Linked DNA regions of Mus musculus: region 2 is linked to region 1. The links are chromatin contacts, called in public Hi-C maps. All regions are on one chromosome and are shown on one strand. The core of a region is the stretch at or near the end of the contact, and the rest is flanking DNA. Distances in the headings are between cores, read along the strand shown. Region 1 holds the start of Rufy2 (RUN and FYVE domain-containing 2). Region 2 overlaps Mypn (myopalladin).

What was found. A called contact is a pair of places that touch in the nucleus more often than the background predicts.
Region 2: a Hi-C map of muscle stem cells shows a contact between it and region 1, with 2.2 times the contacts expected there. The contact joins the enhancer-like site here to the promoter of Rufy2 in region 1. A contact is called at or near these places in 4 of 39 promoter capture datasets (cranial neural crest, hematopoietic stem and progenitor cells, liver and 1 more), 4 of 15 datasets of contacts at CTCF or cohesin (the G1E-ER4 cell line, embryonic stem cells, large pre-B cells and 1 more), 21 of 484 Hi-C or Micro-C datasets (B cells, the G1E-ER4 cell line, the HL-1 cell line and 9 more), 5 of 115 datasets of contacts at active chromatin or transcription factors (the SCID.adh cell line, embryonic stem cells, large pre-B cells and 1 more) and 3 of 9 other capture datasets (adipose tissue, embryonic stem cells and liver).

The regions. Positions count from the first base shown.
Region 1 is chr10:62,978,710-62,982,237 of GRCm38.p6, forward strand. It overlaps Rufy2 (RUN and FYVE domain-containing 2), which reads left to right and starts at 1,543. Exons shown (of 18, transcript NM_027425.4): 1 at 1,543-1,623. The coding sequence starts at 1,620.
Region 2 is chr10:63,122,529-63,126,056 of GRCm38.p6, forward strand. Mypn (myopalladin) reads right to left here. Exons shown (of 20, transcript NM_182992.2): 15 at 3,141-3,220; 16 at 743-869. Among named protein-coding and RNA genes, the nearest start is that of Atoh7, 25 kb to the left of the region's middle. Within about 2 kb of position 1,698, at least 11 of the 459 cell types and tissues checked have an H3K27ac peak or open chromatin away from gene starts, as enhancers often do. A contact at or near this core is called in the HL-1 cell line, muscle stem cells, pre-B cells and 1 more, where this site is marked.

The DNA of each region.
Region 1 (3,528 bases), core at 293-2,792:
ACTCTGCCAGCAGAATGGACGTTGGTCCCGAGACAGCTGGATTCAGGCAACTATCTCTTAACATTCTAAACCAGAGTGTTGAGTTAACATTGTGACTTGCATCTGTCTACCCACTTTTGGTGGTTTAAGTTTTTGAGATGGGTTTATTAGCTCCGGAATCAAGATCTGCTTGCTTTTGCCTGAAGGGTGGATCCCGGGGTTATAGGTATATGACAGGCAGCACACCCAGGTGCCTGTTGCAAGTTTTATCTATGGCAAGTTGAAAGGCAGGAGGAAGCATTCATGTGTGTGTGTGTGCCTGTGCATTTTTTAAAAGACAGCCCTGTATAACCCAGGCTGGCCTTGAAATCTCGAATGTCTGGGAGAATGATCTTGAACTGTGTTGTACAGGACTGAGTCAAAACTACCACTGTTTTCAGCAAACTGGCCTACATCTGCTTGCAAAAGATCACAGCTGGGCAAGTTGACTTGAATTCCCTCATAGGAGGGCAGGGAGGGAGGGTCATGGGACCTTCACAGGAACAACCAGTCTTTCTCTTGCAAGCTGTTGTATGCAATTCTACCCTAACTGCAAATGGCCTTAGGGAGGAACTAACATATAGGAAGGGAGGGGCTAGTGGAGGGGTGACTATCTGCAGCCAGGAAGGAGTCATCATTCCTAGAGGGATTTCGAAGTCCTCCCCAGTATCCCCCATAACTCACTGCTTCTTCAGCGGGAACGGTGTTAATCATTTTTGGTGTGTCCTCAGAATTTTGGAAGCATTTGGTAGACGTTGTTTACACCTCACTAAGGAAAGGATTTTTTTTTTTTTTTTAAGCAACAAACACTCTAGGTCTTTCCTCCAACTCCTAAGAGTTGGTATTTTCTAGGTCCACCATACCCGCTTACAAAGTATCACATTTTGTTACATGGAACTGGGGTCTTGTGTCTTTCCTCCAACTCCTAAGAGTTGGTATTTTCTAGGTCCACCATACCCACTTACAAAGTATCACATTTTGTTACATGCAACAGGGGTTTTGTAGCTATCCTTAGACGACCTGGCACTTGTTAGGTAGCTCAGAGTAACCTCAAGGTCCTAGCAGTCCTCCTGCGTCCACTCCTGTTGAGTGCTGGGGTTAGCAGCTGGATTTAGTGTCTTCCTTTGAGACTAGGCGAGCTTCAAATCCATTATGTAAGTGAGCCTGGTCTTCAACTACGGATCCATCTAACTCCCATCTCTCAAATGCTGGCATTACAAGCCGCCGGCTCTGCTAATTGTGTGAGGTTTTCTAAAATCTGTCGGCTAGCTCCGAGTCGGCCGGTGTGTTCCTTAAACCCATCCAGCCTGCAAGGATGAAACCTTGACAGGTAGCTTGAGGCCCGCATCTACATCCTCCCTTGGCGCTGTGCCCCAGGTCCCCGTCACGCCTCTTTCTCTGACGCTGTCAGGGTTGGTCAAATGGGGGTTGGGGTGGGGGTGGGGGTGATCGGCGGGGACCAGCTTCACGCGGCCGTGGCGTCCTCCCGCCGCCAGGGGCGCTGTGGCAGCGCCGAGCCGGGCCAGACGCGGTGGCCGCCGCGCGCCTGCGGGGAGCTGCTGACCCGCTCCGCGAGCCCGTGTCCCGCACGCACCGCCGCCATGGGTAAGGGCAGCAGCCGGGGTCACCATCCTTCGCTTGGGTCACGCAGTCACCCGGGAACCGGGGGCTCCCGGGGTCTCCATGGCAACGTCCGCCCGCCCGCATCCCTGCGCCCCGCCCGCCCTGGGGCCTGGCGGCTGGGGTCGGCGGACGGGCGGGGACCAGGGCGTCCAGGGACAGGGATGGCTTCCCAGTCACGCGGATGCAGGGCGGAAGGCTGGGGAGGGGAGCGGTGTAGTGCCAGGAGCGCGCTCCGCGGGGCCCCCTTGCAGGCTGGGGGCGCAGAGGGAGCGGGGCCGCCTCTAGGGACTGCCGAGGAGCCCCACCTGCGGTCGCTGCTGCACAGCCGCTGTCCTAGGCTCCTCCGGTGCAGGTTACAGGTTGTGATGAACACTCTTAAAAAGAGAATTCTGCCGATTATTAAACGTCAGGTGGTTTCACTTCGGGAGCGGGGGTGGACGGAGGGAATCACACCTCGACGGAGAGTGGAGGAAAAGATGTGGCCATATCCTTCATCACCCAGCCGGGCTGTTTCAGATTGCGGAGGAAGTCAGCCTAAGAGAGCTGGGATGCAAACCATAGCCAAGTGCCAGAGCAAGGGGACTCTTGTTTTGTTATTCGAAACGGGTTCTCACTGCATAGTCCTGGCTGTCCAGGAGCTAGCTATGTAGACCAGGCTGGACTCGAACTCAGAGATTCCCTCCTGCCTCTGCCTCCCAAATTCTGGAATTAAAGTGTGTCGCACCACGCCCAGCTGTTTTGTTTTGTTTTGAGTGGGCCACTAAATTGTGAACGCACTGACCACCTGGGTTTGTCATTTACTTGAAGGTTGTTTTTGAGACAGGTCTCTCTATATAGCATTGGCTGCCTCAGAACACTCTGTTTAGACCAGGCTGGACCCAAGAATCACAGACGCTGGGACTACAGAAACAGCTACATGGCAGAGTTCTCTGGAGATTAATAAATGTTAGGTTTGGTTTTCACATCTCTTTTGCTATCTTCGCAGAAAAATATTTGTGCCACTCGGCAGTGTTTAGAGTGTTGGGGGAACAGCTGGTTTAAAAAAAATTATTTTTATTTTTAATGAGTGTGTACCTGAGTGTAGGGGCCTCCAGAGGCGTCGGGTCTCCCTGGAGTTGGAGTTAAGCGCTTACCACAGGTATGGGGAATTAACCTCTTTCCAGCCCGTACTAGAATTTTTTTCTTTCCTTTTTTTTTTTTTTTTTCTTTTCTTTTGACCTGGGAGTTGTGTTTTTTTCGAGACAGGGTCTTACTGTGTAACCCTGGCCGGCCTGGAACCAATCTCCTAGTTGCTTAGGTCAAAGGCACAGAAGACTACCTTGGGTTTGTCAAAATATTTTGATTTTTTTTTTTTTTTTCTGTTGTTGTTGTTTTCCCTGTGATGTTTGTTCTGGGAGATTCTGGAATCTGATAACTTTACCTTTTATTTTGTTGCTAGTGTATTTTGATTTTTTTTTTTTTTGAGACAGTTTTAATATGTGGGCCTGGCTGTCCTCACTCTGTAGACTAGACTAGCCTCTAACTCAAGTGCTAGGATTAAAGATGCAAGCCACCACTGCCTGATTTTGAAATAAAGGTGTGTATGTGTGTGTGTGTGTGTTGACCTCAGAGGTCAAAAGAGGGCATTTGGCCACCTGGTGCTAGAGTTACAAGTAGGTGTGAACCATCTTAGTGGATGCTGGGAACCAAATTTTGGCTTTTTGGAAGAACAGCAAATGCTCTTAATGACTGAGCCATTTCTTTAGCCTCTTATTCTTGCTTGGAAATCATTAGACCTAGACCATGCCTGCTACCCACCATTTGCAAAATCCTCAAACATGTGGCTTGTACTTGCAAGCTTATCTTTACTGAAAGCCATTTTACCTTAAGATGTGTGTAGTAGGTAGG
Region 2 (3,528 bases), core at 448-2,947, 140 kb after region 1:
GGGAAGAGGAGCCAGGCGCTGATGTTTTTTAAAGTCTAGAGAGGCAGGGGAGCATACAACCTGAATATTATTTAGGTGGCAACTGAGGGATGAGAGCCGCACACAGAAAGGGGCTCTCTGCACAAGCCTGCTCTCCAGCCTGCACTGACTGCGCCTACATTTCCCATAACACCCTGCACGGTCGCCTGACACAGAAGTGATGACGTCAGAGTTCATTACCCTGAGAGACCTTTGCCTTGCCAATGTGAAACCTCATTTCAGATTGGGAAATTAGAATGCGGAATGACAAAAGGTAACAGAGGTGGCTTAGTGTGAGGAAAAAAAAAAAAAAAAAGAAGTTTCTCCCTTCCCTGTGACCAAAGACACAAGATTATAACTTCTGGCTTCATAGTAATAAAGGGTCCAGGGACGATATAGAAAAGTCCACAAGTTAACCTTTGGTTATTGTCTCAAAATGAAGAATCAACTTGACATAATGCCCACATAAAATGGTTTTGCTTTAAAAGTTTTATGCTTCCATACTTTGTATTATTAAGATATGGTGAGTTAAGATGCTAAGGACACATTTGTGTATGGTATCAAAAAGATCCCCCGCTCTGAAAGAGCCTAGAGAGGAGAATTTCCCTCCCTTCCCAAGCCCCCTTCATCTGAGAGAAAACCCCATAAAGCAAATACAAACACAAATGAGTGTAAAGAAATAACCAGATGCAAAATCTGGAGAGACCTGGCGCTAAGGAAATACCTTACAGTCCAGCCGACAGAGGCGGCCCTCGTGAGCCACCATATCCCCAGGGGCCTGCAGGAAATGTGGTCGGAAAAAGCGTTCCTGTAGCGGCTCTTTGTCTCTTTCCTGCATTCTGGACCTTCCTCTACAAGAAACATTTACAAACATATAACAACGACTGTATGCATTTAGGCTATATGGCTATAATGAGACAGAGTCTCCAATAGCCCAGGCTAGCCTTGAGCTCATTAGTAATCAAGGATGACCTTGAACTGACCCTCCTGATCTATAAAGCCTCCCGAGCGCTGACATTAGAAGCGTGCATTAGAGCGTTATGCTCAGTTTATATGGTACTCGGGTAAACCTAGGACTTGGCGCATGTTAGGTAAGGACTCTAGCAAATGAACCATACCCCTAGAATACAGAAAAATTACTAGACCATCAATCAGTCAATCAACCAATCAATCAACCAATCACAGTTTAAAACTTATGCAAATACACATATAAGCCAAGCCAAACCAAACCCAAAGCTTTTTTTTTTTTTTTTTTTTTTTTTTTTGGCAAGTATCCCATACATTATAGTATTATTTCTAAAACTCTGAAATCAAGTAAATAGGCTCAGGGCTGGGTGCTTCCAGAGGACCCAAGTTCAGTTCCCAGCACCCATGCTAGGCGGCTCACAACCACCCTTAAGTTCAGCTTCAGAGGGTCCAATACTCCTGTGCTAATGTGCCTATGACCTGGCCCATACACATATTTAAAAATAATAAAAAAACAAAACAAGCAGTCCTTGGCCTCTTTCTCTCTGAAGTCATTCAGTGTTAATCAGCTTAGCTCTCTTCTCTGTGGCATTTGGCACTTGTTGAAAAGTCATCAAAATAAAGAAATAAATCCGTACTCAGTCTGAGAGCCCAAAGAAGAGGCCCGTGAGTCACTCAGAACAGGATGGCCGTGACCGCAAGAAAAGTCAGTCTGGTAATAAATGCCGGCCGAAATTAAAGATGACCACGAACTCGAACTAGTAAGAGTGATCAACAATAACAGCTGTGCTTGAAAACAGACCAGAACAAAACACACCAGAAAAGATATAGGAGGGGCTGGAGAGGTATCTTCACAATGGCAGAGAGACACCGTATGAAACACGGGTCTTTATTTTTCCTTTGGTAAGCTATGTCACTCATCAGCCTTAGCAACTATGGAAAGCTTTGCTAAGTCTTTGTGGCATCCCAAGACTCAGGGAGAAAGCTGGGTTTTTTTTTTTTCGGGTTTTTTTTTTTTTCCTCGCTAGTAGTTTGTAAAAATTGGAGAGGAAAACAAGTTCTAATGGAGACTACATTCAGAAACATTCAGCCCTCAAGCTTCTGTACAGTGACAGGAGAGCCAGGCCTTCCAGAGGGGCTCACTATGCGTTATGAGAGCAGGCGCTGATGGGCACAATTTTTTGAACCAGCGTGATCGTGCCAAAGGGGCCAGGGATGTAGTTCAGTTGGTCCAATTGGTTTGGCATGCATGAAGCTCGGGTTCATTTCCCAGCAGCACATAAACTGGGAGTGGGTGGTGCATGCCTATGATCCCAACCCTTAGGAGGTGAAGGCAGAATTATCAGTTTAAGGTCATTCTCTGCTCTACAGTGAGTTAAGGGTCTGGGCTACATGGGAGTCTGTCTTTAAAAAAGGAGTGGGGGGGGGGGCTGGAGAGATGGCACAGCTGTTAAGTGTACTACTGGCTGCTCTTCCAGAGGACCCCGGGTCAATGTCTTCAAAGCTCACAACTGTCTATAATTCCAGTGAGAATCTGGCACCCTCATATATATATACTTACATATATATACACACACATATATACACACAAACACATATACACACATATACATACATATTTACACACAAACATACACATATACATATATATACATACACACACATATATACATATACATGTGGGCAGAACACCAATGCATATATAATAATAGTAATAATAATAATAATAATAATAATAATAATAATAAAGTGTCTAGGCTGGAGAGATGGCTCAGTGGTTAAGATCACTGTCTGCTCTTCCAGAGGTCCTGAGTTCAATTCCCAGCAACCACATGGTGGCTCACAACCATCTGTAATGGGATCAGAACATAAAATAAAATAAATCTTAAGAAAAAGAATAAGAATAAAGTGCCCAAGCGCAGAGCTCCTCAAACACAAATGTGCCTGTGCGTCCCTCTCCTGGGCTTTTGTGAAAGTGCGGATTCTGACTTGGATGCTTCGGACCAGGCTTGATGTCTGTTTTCTGAGGAGCTCCTGGAGGTGGCGCTGCAGTGTGTGGTCCGTGCAAGCAGTGGTCCAAGACCGTACAACTTCTGTTCACTGTGGTGAGTGGGGTCGCTGGAGGGCTCCAGAAAAGGGGGATCTCGTGTGCTTACCTGTGAGACAGAGCAGGGCTGAGTCGGCTTCGAATGGGCAAACCCTGTACCATCAAATGGCCAGAACAGCTGATTCTCCCCTGAGAAGCAGAAAACAAACAAGATTAAAATAAGGAGAAAACCACATTTTTCAATTTATATTAGTGTTATCTCCGCCAAAACATTATACATCAGTATTATTTTTAAACAACGAATAGACTTTCTGTGTTCAAAAGGAAAGAAAACCCTGCAACGTTTGTTTTGGTTTGATTTTCAAGACAGGGTTCCTCTGTGTAACCCTGGCTGTCCTAAAACTCACTCTGTAAGACCAGGCTGGCCTCGAACTCAGAAATCCACCTGTTTCTTCGTCCCGAGTGCTGGGATTAAAGGTGTGCACCACCACTGCTTG